Linked DNA regions of Zea mays: all the other regions are linked to region 2. Evidence: chromatin contacts called from public Hi-C data. All regions are on one chromosome and are shown on one strand. The core of a region is the stretch at or near the end of the contact, and the rest is flanking DNA. Distances in the headings are between cores, read along the strand shown.

Region 1 (4,399 bases), core at 777-3,276, 440 kb before region 2:
GGCCGTCGTCGTCGTCGTTTACAGTTAGTGAAGACGCAAGACGGGGCTGTTAAAGAATTACGGATGCCAATGGCACGGCCATCAGAAAGCTGCCTTGACACACACACAAAGGAAACCATAAAGCCAGGGAAGCCAATTAACCAGGCATTGATTGAGAAACCCGACGTCTTTTCTGGTTTTGAAAAAAAAGAAGTCTAGTAGTTTCTTGCTGTGCCGGCAACACAAGTGCACAGCTGCTACAGTGGTACTCAAGAGGTATGAAGAAGAAGAGAAAAATTGTGGTTGTTAGATGAATGGCACAACCGTGCTTCGTTAGACCGATTCCAGCAGATTACTCAAAGTTTACTCATATACACTGTTCTGTATTGTAGACTGCTCTATTCACAGAGTGGAGTTTGAATATAGATATAGAGAGATGATTAAGGGGGTGTTTGAATGCATTAGAGCTAATAATTAGTGACTAAAATTAGTTGAAACATCCAAATACCCTAGCTAATAGTTCAGCTATTAGCTATTTTTAGTAAATTAGTTAATAGTTAGGTAGTTATTTGTTAGCTAGCTAATTCCACTAATAATTTTTAGTCAACTAACTATTAGTTTTAGTGCATTCAAACACCCCCTAAGTTGTCGGAGATAAAGCAAGTATAATGAGTTTACTTTATGCGGGTCGGGATGCTACGGCCTGCTCACTAGTAGCGAGATAAAATCGGACTACTAATAGACTCTAAAACAACTTGTGAGAGTAAGAGGTGGACTAAGTGTTAAATGTATAACTTGTACCATGAGAGTGTTATTGTTGGCTATATGTGAAATGAGAACGCCATAAAGTCCATTGTACCCTATATATATTACTAGCAAGTTGCCCGTGCTTTTGCTATTTGTATATATCATATAAATATGTATTGAGCTATTCATTCAAATATAATTATTGTTTATTTCTAAACACTAAGATATGTGTAGTCTGGTCGTTAGTCCCAAATTTATAGAGTAGAGGCGTGTGTTCAAATGATCGCGGTAGCACCAAGTACCCAATTTCAGTACTTAATAGTAGCCGGGATTAACCTAACGCTGATAATTAGGGCAAGCACGCACGCATGTACCGCTTGGGGTTTGCTCCATGGAACATAAAAGCCGCCGACGGTAACTGACACCTGCAAGTTGTACCTAACAACACGTTTGTAACCTAGATTAAAAGCTTAATTAATGTCACGACGAAGCTTAATCGTGCACGCATGTCGGATCTCTCGGCGGGGCTAGCCAGCTTGAAAATGCGGCGTTTACATCTGAATAAGCTACACATGTGCAATGCAACTCCAGCCCACATCATACGAAGCTACCGAATTCAAGAAGGGAAATCCATCTTTCAGGATTCAGACGGCAGCTAGCTACACATGTGCATGCAGCTCTCTCATCTGAATCGACCGAGTCAAGCGATGACTTTTTCTTTCTTTCTTTCCTTCTTCTCCTTTTACTATTCAGTACTACCAGTGTGGCGGACAGACTGGAAAACGTCAACACGGTTGCATCGCATGTGTAGCTAGCTATTCAGCGTCGATCGAGAGACGAGCAACCGCGCGCGCTTGTGCTGCCGGTCAAGAACAACTTGGATTTGCTCCTCCTCTTCTTCTTCGTCGTCGTCGGTGCTGGAGCTGGGCTCTGCAGACTCGCGTGAAAAGTCTACTAGTGTTCTTCAAGCGGACTGACGTCACCCGCGCCGGTTTCCCACGCATGCCGTGGTGGCGCGGGCAGGTGGGGGTGAGTGGATGGCAGGTGGACCTGCGCCGCCCGGGGACCACCGGTCAGAAAGCCGTTTTCGGGTGAAAGAATGGAAAAGGGCAAAAAGAAAAATTTGGAAATGCAGTTGGTGATTTCACGGTCGCCTCCCTGGGACCCGACCCGGCCCGGCGCCCTGCCCCTCTCTCTCCTCTCAGCTGCCGCGCTGTAGCCTGTAACTGTAACCGAGGCGAGGCGAGAGAAATAACGGACGCCACCTCCTCCCCCTCTCTCGCCCGCTTCCTGCTCTCTCTTTCTCTTTCTCCCCTGCTTCCCCTTCCATTCCCGACGGACGACGCAACAACCCGCCTGCCCTGCCCTGCCTCACGCTCGCACCCGCGGCGGCGCGGAGGGCCGGAACCTAAACCCTAACCCTAGCGGCCCGCCCGCGATGGGGCAGTGCTACGGGAAGGCAGGCGGCGCGTCGTCGCGGCGGGCGGACCACGACGACCACGCCCACGCGGTCGCGCCGCCGTCCCCGCTGCCGGCCAACGGCGCGCCGCCGCCGCAGCCCGCCACGCCCGGGCGCCGCAAGTCCGGATCGGCCACGCCGGTGCACCACCAGGCGGCGACGACCGCCTGGCCCAGCCCGTACCCCGCCGGCGGGGCCAGCCCGCTCCCCGCGGGCGTGTCGCCGTCGCCTGCCAGGTCCACGCCCCGCAGGTTCTTCAAGCGGCCCTTCCCGCCGCCCTCGCCCGCCAAGCACATCAAGGCCACTCTCGCCAAGCGCCTCGGCGGGGGCAAGCCCAAGGAGGGCACCATACCGGAGGAGGGCGGCGCCGGCGTCGCCGCCGACTCCGCCGAGGCCGAGCGCCCGTTGGACAAGACGTTCGGCTTCGCCAACAACTTCGGGGCCAAGTACGACCTCGGGAAGGAGGTCGGGAGGGGACACTTTGGCCACACCTGCTCCGCCCTGGTCAAGAAGGGCGAGTACAAGGGCCATGCCGTCGCCGTCAAGATCATCTCCAAAGCTAAGGTACTCAAAGCTTTGCTCGTTGGGGGGGGGGGGGGGGGGGGGGGGTGCACTCCTCATGTCAAATTCCACCTTTTTGGAATATTTTGAAATTTCAAATAGTACCTCTATCTGTCGAGGTAACCGGCATGTGTTCGCGCCGAACCGAAACCTTGGTGGTTAAGGGGCTTTGGTTTACTAATTTTTACTCCATTTTATTTCATTTGTCTCTAAATTAACAAACACGGAAACTAAAACTCCGTAGTTGTTAATTTAGTGACTAAAATGGAACAAAATGGAGTGATTAAAAATTAGTCCCCAGGAACCAAACAAAAATGGTCCGGATTTTGCCTACTGAAGGATACTTTTGGGACTTCCTATTTCAATTTTGGAACTTTGCTCTTAAGTTGTTTGGCATTGGCGGCTTTTTGTAGGAAGTAACATAGGAAATCCTAGGATCTTGCATGGTACTTGACCAGTTGTATTTTAGCAATATGTTGTCTAGCGCAATATCTTCTCTTTTTTTGTGTGGTTTTAGGATTTTTTTGACTTTTCAAACAGTAGGGTTGCGCCATGAAAGCTTAATATATTTACTGTTCCATTGTTCAATCCCGATAACATGTCTCCAGTTGCTCCGCTAGATAGTTTGGCTGGTGAGAGTAAATTGTCCTAGTTTCTTGGTTGTGACACTGAGTAGGGGGTTTGACAGTTCTCAGCAGGTTCAGCTGATGCTGGAAATCATGCTAATCTTATGTTTTGAGAAAGGAATGCTTGTAGGAACTTTAGGATGCCGAATAGTACAGTGATTGAAATTATTGGCGAATTACCCAATTCTTGTCCGTTGTTAATTAATGATAAACAATACAGTGCATATCCTGATCTACTCTTTCATTCCCACCTTCTTGTTTGGTGAACAAAGGTCTGCATTTTCCAGCTGGATCCAGTGGAACTTTAGGAAAACCTAACTGATTGTGATTGTTCTATTAACGCATTGCAATTTGCCTTAGGAGCCTAGATTTGATGAAGGTGCCCAAGCTCCATAGGGGATAGCATCGCATAAATGAAACAAAATAAGAATGTCTTACATTGCATCATTCTTAGTAGTATTCTTCTTCATGAAGGAACAATATTGGACTTGTTGACTAGATCAAACAGCTGATAATTTAATAGCTTCTATCATTGTTTTCAGATCGCCTGATCGTCTGATCGATGCCACTGGGCGATCAAACGATTAGTCGCGATTAGGCGACAATCAGGGCGATTAGTCGCCGCTGATCGACCCTAATTGTCCATTGATCGTCCTATGTATTTCCAGGACATATATAGCACTATATATATAGATATTTACTTATATAGTATAGAGACTTGCTCAAAACAAGCACACGTATAGACAAGGCAGCAGTATAAATAGTCCAAAACAGCAGTATGAATACTTAAATTAGTCCAAAACAGCAATATGAATACTTGAATAGTCCAAAACAGCAGTACATCTCCAGCAACAATTCTATATGAAATTATGAAACTGCAATTCTACAACTTACTAGACCATGACTAAGAAGGCAACACCTATATGAGATCATCATACAACTGAAGTTTGAAGTCTTAACTAAAGTATGAAACTCTGAACCTGAGTAATTAACGTGACTGATTGCTAACCAGACGACTAATCGCTAC
Region 2 (4,897 bases), core at 1,889-4,388:
CCAAAATTGCCTTTAGCTTTCCTGATTGGACAACATAATAAAGCAATGGATTCCTTCTGGAAATAAGAAAAGAAACGTACCTGTGCTTTCAGAGCAGCTGCAGTTTCTGTGCCCACATTGACGGTTTCTTGGACAGTCTACAAAATAGACAACAGATCAGCATCAAGCAATCAAGCGTGAATACACTGCCACTGAGAGAGCATAAGCACAGCAAATTTGTGGAAGACTTGAGAGTCCACAACAAATTGTTTCATAGAAGTTAGAATCATTGAGGAATATTGAGAACTTCAGTAGTGGATTCAAGTATGAAATTGGCACAAAGCATCAAAACTTGAGGGAGGGGGGGAGGGTAACTTATTTATATCTATGCCAAACAGCTGTGGCCAAAAAATATTCCTCATCTTCAACCGAAAAAAAGGGAAAAAGGGAAAAGAGAAGATGAAGATGAAGAGGGACACGGCAATGTCAGCATCTTAGAAGCATAATGATAAATAAACAAAGATCCTGAATGTGTGATGCAAAAAATCTCTTTGTGAGCACAGATTTTCAACTTGTTAAACAAGATCAACAGCTGTTCCTAGGAAAATGATGCTATAAGCTCACATGCAGGTCATAAATAAGTATTAACCTGCTTAGATCGTGCAATAGCTTGATCAGTTTCATCCATTAGTTGATTGCCTTGATCCATTAACTGCTGGTTTGTCATATCTAAGAAAAAGGAACTGCTCAGTTATCTGAAGAGCTGTATAAGAGGCTTGTTTCTTGCAAAGGTTTCAATAGATAAACATAACAATTAAAAGAAAATAAGTTTGCCTAACATATTCCTAGCTTTCAAACCTGAAAGAGCTATCACATATTCACATTAGCAAACTTGTAGGGGATGTGATGTCGCCACTTACTTGATGCTAACAGGACATTTTCTTCACCAAAGCCATCTTCAGCACTTGGCCCATCAAAAAGATCGATTCTCTTGTTTTCACTTGCCTGCCTGCAGGCCAAGTGATATTTGCAGTAAGTAACATGATATGTTACAAAAAAACTAACGATGGATTCATCGCAGTTTATGAGAAAAGTAATTCTGATGCAGAAATTAGTAGCACACGCTTAATTTGTTATGGATGCAATCATGCAATGCATAAACTGAAGTTGGATATATTGTGACTTGTGAGAATGTACTGTACTGAGACAGGTCAAAACTCACTGTTTCTTTAGAGCAACGTAGGAGTTTAATTCTTTGATCTGCAAACAAGAAACTCTAGTTTAGCGAAACCTGTTGAACCAGAAAAGGTAAGTGCAACCATTCACGCATATGACATCTATCATGCAATCAGTTTTGGCAATAGTACCATCGACTGCTTTCTGTCATGCAACATTTTTGCTGTTGCTGGATCAGTATGCTCAGCCTCAGCTTTGCTAACTCGCTCGAAGTCTTTGATGAGTCTGGATAATAATCACATAAAAAGAATCAGCTTTGACAAAATTACTCATATAACTCACCATTTTTCTTAAAAAGTTTGGCCCCATTAGTGTGATTCTAAGTACGGAGATTGCAATAGTCATGAACAGCAGAAATAGTGGAACAAGGTATACACAGCCGGACAGAGGTTAGGTTAGCCCCCCACATAATGAGAATGCTTGGGGACCAGGTTCTCACTTTGATATGCCTGACCGATGCCTACCACCAAAAAAAATCCTAGCGGGAGTGGCATCATGGGGATTTGAAGTCAGATTGCCTAGTTAAAGGCTTGTGCAGCTGACCACCCAAGTCCTCCACCCCTACCTAGTGCAGTATATTTGTCAAGAGATACAGAAACAGCTTGTTTGGAGCAAACTTATAGCGGTTTTAGGCCCCTTTTGGCATGGCTCCGGCTCCTCTAAAAATGACTTCGGCTCTGGCTTCTCTTCAAGAACAACATCTCTATAGGAGCCAGTGTTTTTTTAACAAATCGTTTGGCAAAACGGCTCCTCTTGACGCGAGAGGAGGGGAGTGAGAGGAGGAGCCGCTAGGAGCCATTTTTTTTTGCTCCGGCTCCTTTTTATAAAAATGTCTCCAGCTCCACGGTGCTCTTTGTTGGGAGCTATTTTTTTGAAACCGTTTGGGAGGGCTCCTCCAAGAGCCGGAGCCGGAGCAAGTTTGGGAGCCCTCCCAAACAGGCACTTAGTGTGAGGTAAGCACACCAGCACCACAATGCAACTTATATACTCATTCCATCAGCATTACCTGCGTTTAGCCTTACGGCCATCTCTGTTTTATGAAGGGGGCGATGCTAAAAGCTATATATAGTAGTGCTGAGAGGGAATGGAAGAGAATAAGACATTGAGCAACCTCTTGCAGTCTCGCATCTTATCAGTAAGCTCTTCAAGCTGCCTGCTGCGGCGGTTGGCATCCTTGATCTTCTCCAGCTTCTGGAACCCATTTCTGCAGACAAATCAAGCGGGAAGCGTCAGTCGATCGCATCCTATGTGCTACCAGAGGTCAACAATCTGGTCTGGTCTCCAAAGTCCAAATCCAACTAGCGCTCCGCTAGCAAAACCGCAGCAAGAAAGTTGAGATATCTGGCGACCATGCGTGGGCGACGCAAGCAAGCTACAAGCAACCTAAGTCGCAGCAAGCCGAATGTGATGCGAGCTTACTGCAATACGCGGAGGATATCGCCGATCTGCCCGTCGATCTCGGCCAGCTCCTCGTTGACCGACGCCAAATCCATGTCCTCCTCCCCCTCCGGCAGTCGAGACCCCACGGGGGAAAAGCGAAATCCGAACGGAATGAAGGATCAGGTCCCCCCGCCCCGTCCCCTCAGCCTGGAGCTCCCAGCCAAACCCCCACCAAGCGCCGGATCGAAGGGGCCCCAACCCCAATGCGGGTCCGTCTGGATTCGCCGGGCGCGGATCGAGAGGGCCCCGATCCAACGCCTGGGGTGACGGCTGGCGGAGGTGGCAGCGGCGGTGGGGGCTCTGACAGGGGCGGGCCGGCCGGAGCGGAGGCACGCCGCGGCTTGGCTAGCTCTAGCTAGCTTGTTTGGTTGGTTTTTGCTTTCGCTTTACGGAGGAGGATCTACCTCGTTGTATTCAGATTCGCGTTCGCAGCCGGCGTAGGTTCCGTTCGTCGTGGTATCCTGTCCGTACGATCGCCATCCGATGCAGCTAGGGGTGACGGCAGGAGTGAGTGAGTGATACTTGAAGCTTGAAGCATCTCGGTGGTCTCCACGGCTGTTTGCTGTTTGGTTTGATGTCTTACATGCTACAATTTATCACGTCTAAAATTAGAGAAGTTTGACTAAATTATGTATATGTTAATTTGAAGTACAGTTATAGCAAAAAAATTCCTTCATTCCACTCGTCAATAACTCGTAAAAGTGTGACAAAATTCTCTTAGACGTGGCAAACTATATCACAAAATTTAAGCGTGTAAACCACCTTAGACAAGTGGTATAAAATTATGTGGCAATTTATAGCACCTTAGGTATAGGACCAAATATCCTATGTATGCTTCTTTACACTAGTTTTTACACTAGTTTGGAAACGTAAAACCTCTTTAAAATTAGAGCGCCTCATAAAAATAAAATAACTTATCATTTAATCTTCTCTAATTATGAAGATGATTTTAATTTTCAAACTAGTCATAATCATTTAGATAAAATTTTATATTCTATAAGCTATAACAGAATCATCTAGGCCCCTTTTAGATTCTTTAAATTGGATTCCATTCTTATAATTATAATTAAAACACAGATTAATTAAGTTTATAATTTTATGTGGAATATATTTATGTATTATTATTGACCATGTGTGAGAGATATGTATATGGTACATTTCTATCATGAGAGAATGAGTCAAAGAGCATGCTATAAATTATACAGTATAAATACAGTCTGATGGTATATAAAATCAATTTATATCTCTTACCTTATGCATTTGAGATAGATTTATATTTAACCTTCGTGAAATAATGATAGGATGTCAAATTCAAAATCAAATAGCCTACTCTATTAATTAAACTAGTAATCCATAATTTGCAAATATTTACTTTATCGTTACATGACCAAATCATGGACTAATTATGTTTAATAAGTTTCTCTTGTCATTATTCTTTATTTATACAATTAGTTTTGTAATTAGACTATGTATTAATTTAATACTTATAACTGGCATGTAAACATCCGACATACTCAATTTAGTCAGAAACCAAACATCTCCTAAACTAAGACTCTATTTGAAATATCTAAAGCTAATAGTAAATTTTATTAAGGGAACCAAACACCCCCGAAAAATAGGCTATGTTGGGAACCTCTAAAGTTAATAGTTAGTTGCTAAAATTAGTTGTAGATGTTACAAACGTCTCTAACTAATTGTTAGCTATCTCACAACTAACAATTAGTTTATTAGCCAGTTCAAACTAGGCCCTATTTAGAACCCTAAAGCTAATAGTTAGCTGCTAAAATTAGCTACAGAGGTTCAAAACACCTCTAGCTAATACCACGACTAATTGTTAGCTACCTCATAACTAATAATTAGTTCATTAGCTAGCTCAACCCAGCTAATAATTTGTTGGTTGGCTGACTATTTGCTCTACGGGTTCTAAACATGCCCTTAGTCAGAAACCAAACATCCCATAAACTAAGACCCTATTTGGAACCTCTAAAGCTAATAGTAAACTTTAGTCAGGAGAACCAAACACTCCATAATTTTAGTCAGAAACTAAACATCCCCTAAACTAAGATCTTGTTTGGAATCTCTATAGCTAATAGTAAGGTACTAAAATTAGTTATAGAAGTTCAAACATTTCTAATTTCTAAGGGCATGTACAACCCCATTTAATACTACGTCTCTTGAAGGGTCGCTAGGGAGTTAAATGTAAAAAATACAAGAGACGAGCTCTTTGGGAAGAGACCCACTC
Region 3 (4,351 bases), core at 1,323-3,822, 320 kb after region 2:
AGTAAGAATATTTTATTGTACTACAAATAGCAGTAAGAATATTCTATTGTACTACAAATAGCACCCACAAACCACTTTTATATCCAAATGCCTACCCGGCTGGTGTCATTTAGTAACAGCACTAACAGATAGTTAAAGACGACCAAACATCATGCTTGGCACAGCTCCAGACATGGGATTCATGCAGGATTTGGAACAAAATATGTAGCTTAAACATATGTGCTCAATCTAAAAAAGTAACAAACCTGCTCAACTAAATACCCTCAACATGCCTGCAGCTCCAATTCCAAGAATTTCTGGAGCTAGCAACGACCAGTTCCAAAAAAAATCTTGGAGAGGGAGTTGTACCGAGCAGGGCCATGTGATGACAATTCTAACAAAATCTGAAAGCTGTAAATGGTTCTCAGATATAGAATACACACCTGAATTAGTCCTTTAACACGCCAAACATTGTGCTTGAGAACAACAATGTGCCTATCTTCTGGGTGCATTGACTGCAGTTCTTTTCTCACGGACGCAATACTAACATTATGTTCTGCTGACAGTTGGACAGCCAAAACTTCTCCAGTGGCCTTAACATGTTTTCCTAAAACGACACGGGAATCCCCAACATTGGCAACATAAAGCATGCCACCACAAATTACACCGACCAGGCAGCATGAGCCGACAGCTGCTATCTGAGGCTTTACAGGCCATTGTTTGGTAACAATGGAGAAGAATCCATCTTCTGTAGCTTCATATGCCTTCTTCAGTACATCAGCAGACATTGCATTCTGCTCAGATGCAAATCCTAAATACAAGCCATGAAAAAATGGATGATCTCCTTTATGTGCAAACTGAAAGCCAAATGCAGATATAGTGCTAAGAAACGGGAATAGTGCTACTGCACAGATTTAAAGGTTAGCAAGTTACTTTTCAGATTCTGGAAAAGATGATCATTGATATAGCAGGCCGTCTCTGGACCACCATGCCCATCGTAAACACCAACGAAAGTGCCATATGGTCCAGAATCTAGAAAACTCAGTGGGCCCGACTCGATCTGACACTGGTCCTCAAGTAAGTTATTTGCCTGAACAACAGCCATGGAGAACTCCCCATTGACATGTTGCCCGGCGTCCTTGTACCATAGAAGTCCATCCTGCCTACCGGTAACATCTGAGCCTGTTCGGGCATGCCGGTTCGATGACGGTCGCCAGCACGCCCGTAACAAGTTCATCAATTTCACTAGCATCCCTCATCAGTCATCTCTTGCACATACGCCCTTCGAGCCCGCTTCATCTGTAGTCCAAGAAAACCTCAGTTGGATTTGTCAGAGCGCCAATAATTTTCTTCTATCTGTCCTGTAACAAAAACAACTAGAAATGAACCAAACACAGCTATGGCTTATGAACGTCGGTGAGAACTGAGAAGTCCATTGTCTTTCGGTCTGAAAGCACAAATTCAATAATAAGTGGATAACATTATTTCTTTTTATTTCATATCAGTTAACAAATAGCACTACAGGTATTATATCAATGTTGGCATAGCTGCACTCTAAACCTCCTTGAATCCCAGGAATCTCCTTTTTTAAAGGACTAGGCTAGAAATGGAAATAAACATGACATGCCACTCCAACAATTATTCAAAGCTAGCTCCGGACATAAGGATACTCGAATGACAAATGCAGAATTTTGTACGACTCCTTCCAGCGGACAAGAAAATATATCTAGTAGAGGCGTGTAAATGGCAATCAAAGCCAACCCCCCAGGAACTATAATTACGCAAAGTCTCCTCCCCTCGCCAGGTAAAAATTGTTAAGCTCTGCCTGGGTCCTTCCTTCGCGACGCGGATGAACTGCATCGTCAAACAGGGAAACTAAAGAGACGATTGCACACCACAATTGGCACATTAATTTCGCCGAAAACACTATACTCCTCTTCTGAGCCGTGTGGTAGGCACCCCCGTCAATTGGAGAAACAAGACACGATTTCTTAGCCCACGAACTAAAAAAACACAAAATTGGAACGATACCACGGCACTCAAGCGCCGAGAACTGATTGAGATCAGGAGGGAGGGTGCCTGTCACCAATCCTGGGGGCTGGGGTACGCGGCTCCAAGAAGGGGGAGCGGGAGGGATGGGGGGAAAATCGCACCTTTGCGTGGGCGGGGGGGGGCGCCCAATTGGCGGGCTCGGATTGGGATTCAGCGAGTAGGGGCGAGGGGCCTCGATCAGGTCGCTCGATTTGGGCGTCGCCACGCTGCTCCTCCTCTCCCCTGCCTCTGTGGCTCTGTCTCCCTCTCCTTCTGGGTCTCTGGACGACGGGAGAGAGAGAAGAGAAAATAGGAGAGGAAAAGGGACCGGAGCAACCGCGAAACGGGTCGGGTGGCGCGCTCACTACCGGCCCGGGCTGGCCCGACCCGAACCGACCCACAAGAGCTGAAATGAAGTTGGGGAGAAGCTGGAAGCAGGCAGCGGAGGAGGGGAAACTTGGGTGGAGTCGCGGACTACCGGCGGCGAGGGTGAGCTGAACTGGCGGACGGCGGTGGCGCGAAGCGAAGGCGTGATGTGGGCCGAGGCAACAGACACACGCACACGCTAGACTGCTAGAGGATGTCGTGTGGTGTGGGTAGACAAGTAAAAAAAAAGACAGAGGAATTTGAGAGCAGCGCCCCTAGGAAAAATCTTACTTTCATATCTGCCCCTGTCAAAACCTCCCTGCTGAAAAATATCTGGCCCAATTCACTGCCTGTTCATCCGTTCAGACTGAGGAAAAAAATCGTTATCGTTGTGTAAATGAACGATCATCTATCTGATCTGTCAATGTGTTCACATGTGGATGCAGTTAGTTGGTCGCACTTGGAAGATGATGGCTGATGATGATGCCGGCTCCGTCGAAAAGCCACGAGCTTGGCAAAAGATCACGGCCACGGTTTTGACCAGATTTATTGGCTGCAACCGAGCGGGCCACAAACTCTCTGAACCACATCTGAGACTGGACATGGACAGAGCTCTGAATCTTTGCTTCTGAACTCTGAAAATTCAGCGGCTGATATGAGATGCCAGACACAACAAAAGCATGCCCAGTTGTCAACAACGTCCATCTTTTTGCGCTGCTTCTATTCTATCAGAAAACAACATGATGGAATGGAAAATGTGCTGGAGCTGGCTGAAGAGCCTGCACCTTTCGCATGTGCCCACTGTAGCGTAGACACAGTGCACCAGTCCTCCATTCACTGCATGGCTTTCATTCGGGCGCGCCCACACTGACCACGACTGGATCTTGTCAAGGCAGAGATAGATGATCAGCGCTGACCAGTTTTATTAGAGTGAGAGGGTGTTAGACTGTTAGTACGTTCAATAATAGCCTACCTACTGTATGTGTCTCATTGATTGGTGATAGAGCGAATTCCGCTCTGAAAACCAAGGTGAGGGCCTGCTTCAAACACAGGAACATCGCGGGAATTATGTAACAATTTTATAGAAATCATTTTAAATTTTTACATGAAAATCCCATAAATAAGAAAATATAAATCCCCACGTTCAAACAGGCCTGAGGTTGAGCCAGACTTCCGAGCTAAGATAGGATGATTGATTCTATTGTTGGAATATGAGTGAACTCTCACGGGTTACTAATAAACTTTAGGGTATGTATAGCGTTTCTCCAAACACAAGAGATAATTAAGAGACTGTATTATACAATGAAGTGTCTATAAATGGAGTCTATTAATAAATACATAAGTAAATGTGTTTGTACAACATAGGATGGATAGAACAGACGACGAATTCGTACAATGGGAAGTGAGACGTCTGTTGCTATTTGGTTTACGAACCAGAGACGTCTTTTCACGAAGAGACGGCTCCACGATTTTTTTTTTGCAAATGTCTCTTTAGACATCTCAAAAATATCTACATTAAACACCATTGTGCATGCCCTTACAATTAGATTGACTATGTTTAACTCTAGCTATAATTAAAACTGAGCATCTTATAATCCAACTATAATGCAAGCCAAGCGTAACTTTATGCTATATGGTTATACCTACGGGTGGTAATGGATCATAATCCAAATATTTCTTCACAATTCATTTGAGATCTTAATAAATTCTAATTAGAAAATGAATCTATATCACTATATAATCCACCAATTCAAACTTTGTAAAACTCAGCTTACCAAATCACGCCACGCCTATAATCTCCACTAAATCCACCAAACAAATTGCACTCAGACTTAACACACTTCCATAAACCAACGAATCTAATTGCTGGATAACCCCCCTCCTACTCACTTAAATCCAATGAACAATGTTATTTGGATCATTCGTCATCCCTTCGTGAAAGGAAAATGACTTAATCATTTCCTATAATCGATTT

Evidence for each region. Hi-C and Micro-C count contacts between places; a contact is called where the count stands out from the background.
Region 1: a contact with region 2 is called in a Hi-C map of bundle sheath, with 2.8 times the contacts expected there. The contact joins the promoter of LOC542225 here to the promoter of LOC100193631 in region 2. A contact is called at or near these places in 4 of 25 Hi-C or Micro-C datasets (bundle sheath, ear, leaf and 1 more).
Region 3: a contact with region 2 is called in a Hi-C map of ear, with 2.1 times the contacts expected there. The contact joins the promoter of LOC100279970 here to the promoter of LOC100193631 in region 2. A contact is called at or near these places in 2 of 25 Hi-C or Micro-C datasets (bundle sheath and ear).

What each region holds. Positions count from the first base shown.
Region 1 is chr6:94,059,156-94,063,554 of Zm-B73-REFERENCE-NAM-5.0, reverse strand. It overlaps LOC542225 (calcium dependent protein kinase13), which reads left to right and starts at 2,026. Exons shown (of 11, transcript NM_001111835.2): 1 at 2,026-2,749. The coding sequence starts at 2,165.
Region 2 is chr6:93,623,276-93,628,172 of Zm-B73-REFERENCE-NAM-5.0, reverse strand. LOC100193631 reads right to left here and starts at 3,138. Exons shown (of 10, transcript NM_001138730.1): 1 at 2,635-3,138; 2 at 2,327-2,419; 3 at 1,347-1,440; 4 at 1,202-1,239; 5 at 900-988; 6 at 629-708; 7 at 81-137. The coding sequence starts at 2,708.
Region 3 is chr6:93,298,608-93,302,958 of Zm-B73-REFERENCE-NAM-5.0, reverse strand. It overlaps LOC100279970, which reads right to left and starts at 2,572. Exons shown (of 5, transcript NM_001152918.1): 1 at 2,133-2,572; 2 at 913-1,340; 3 at 423-790. The coding sequence starts at 1,231.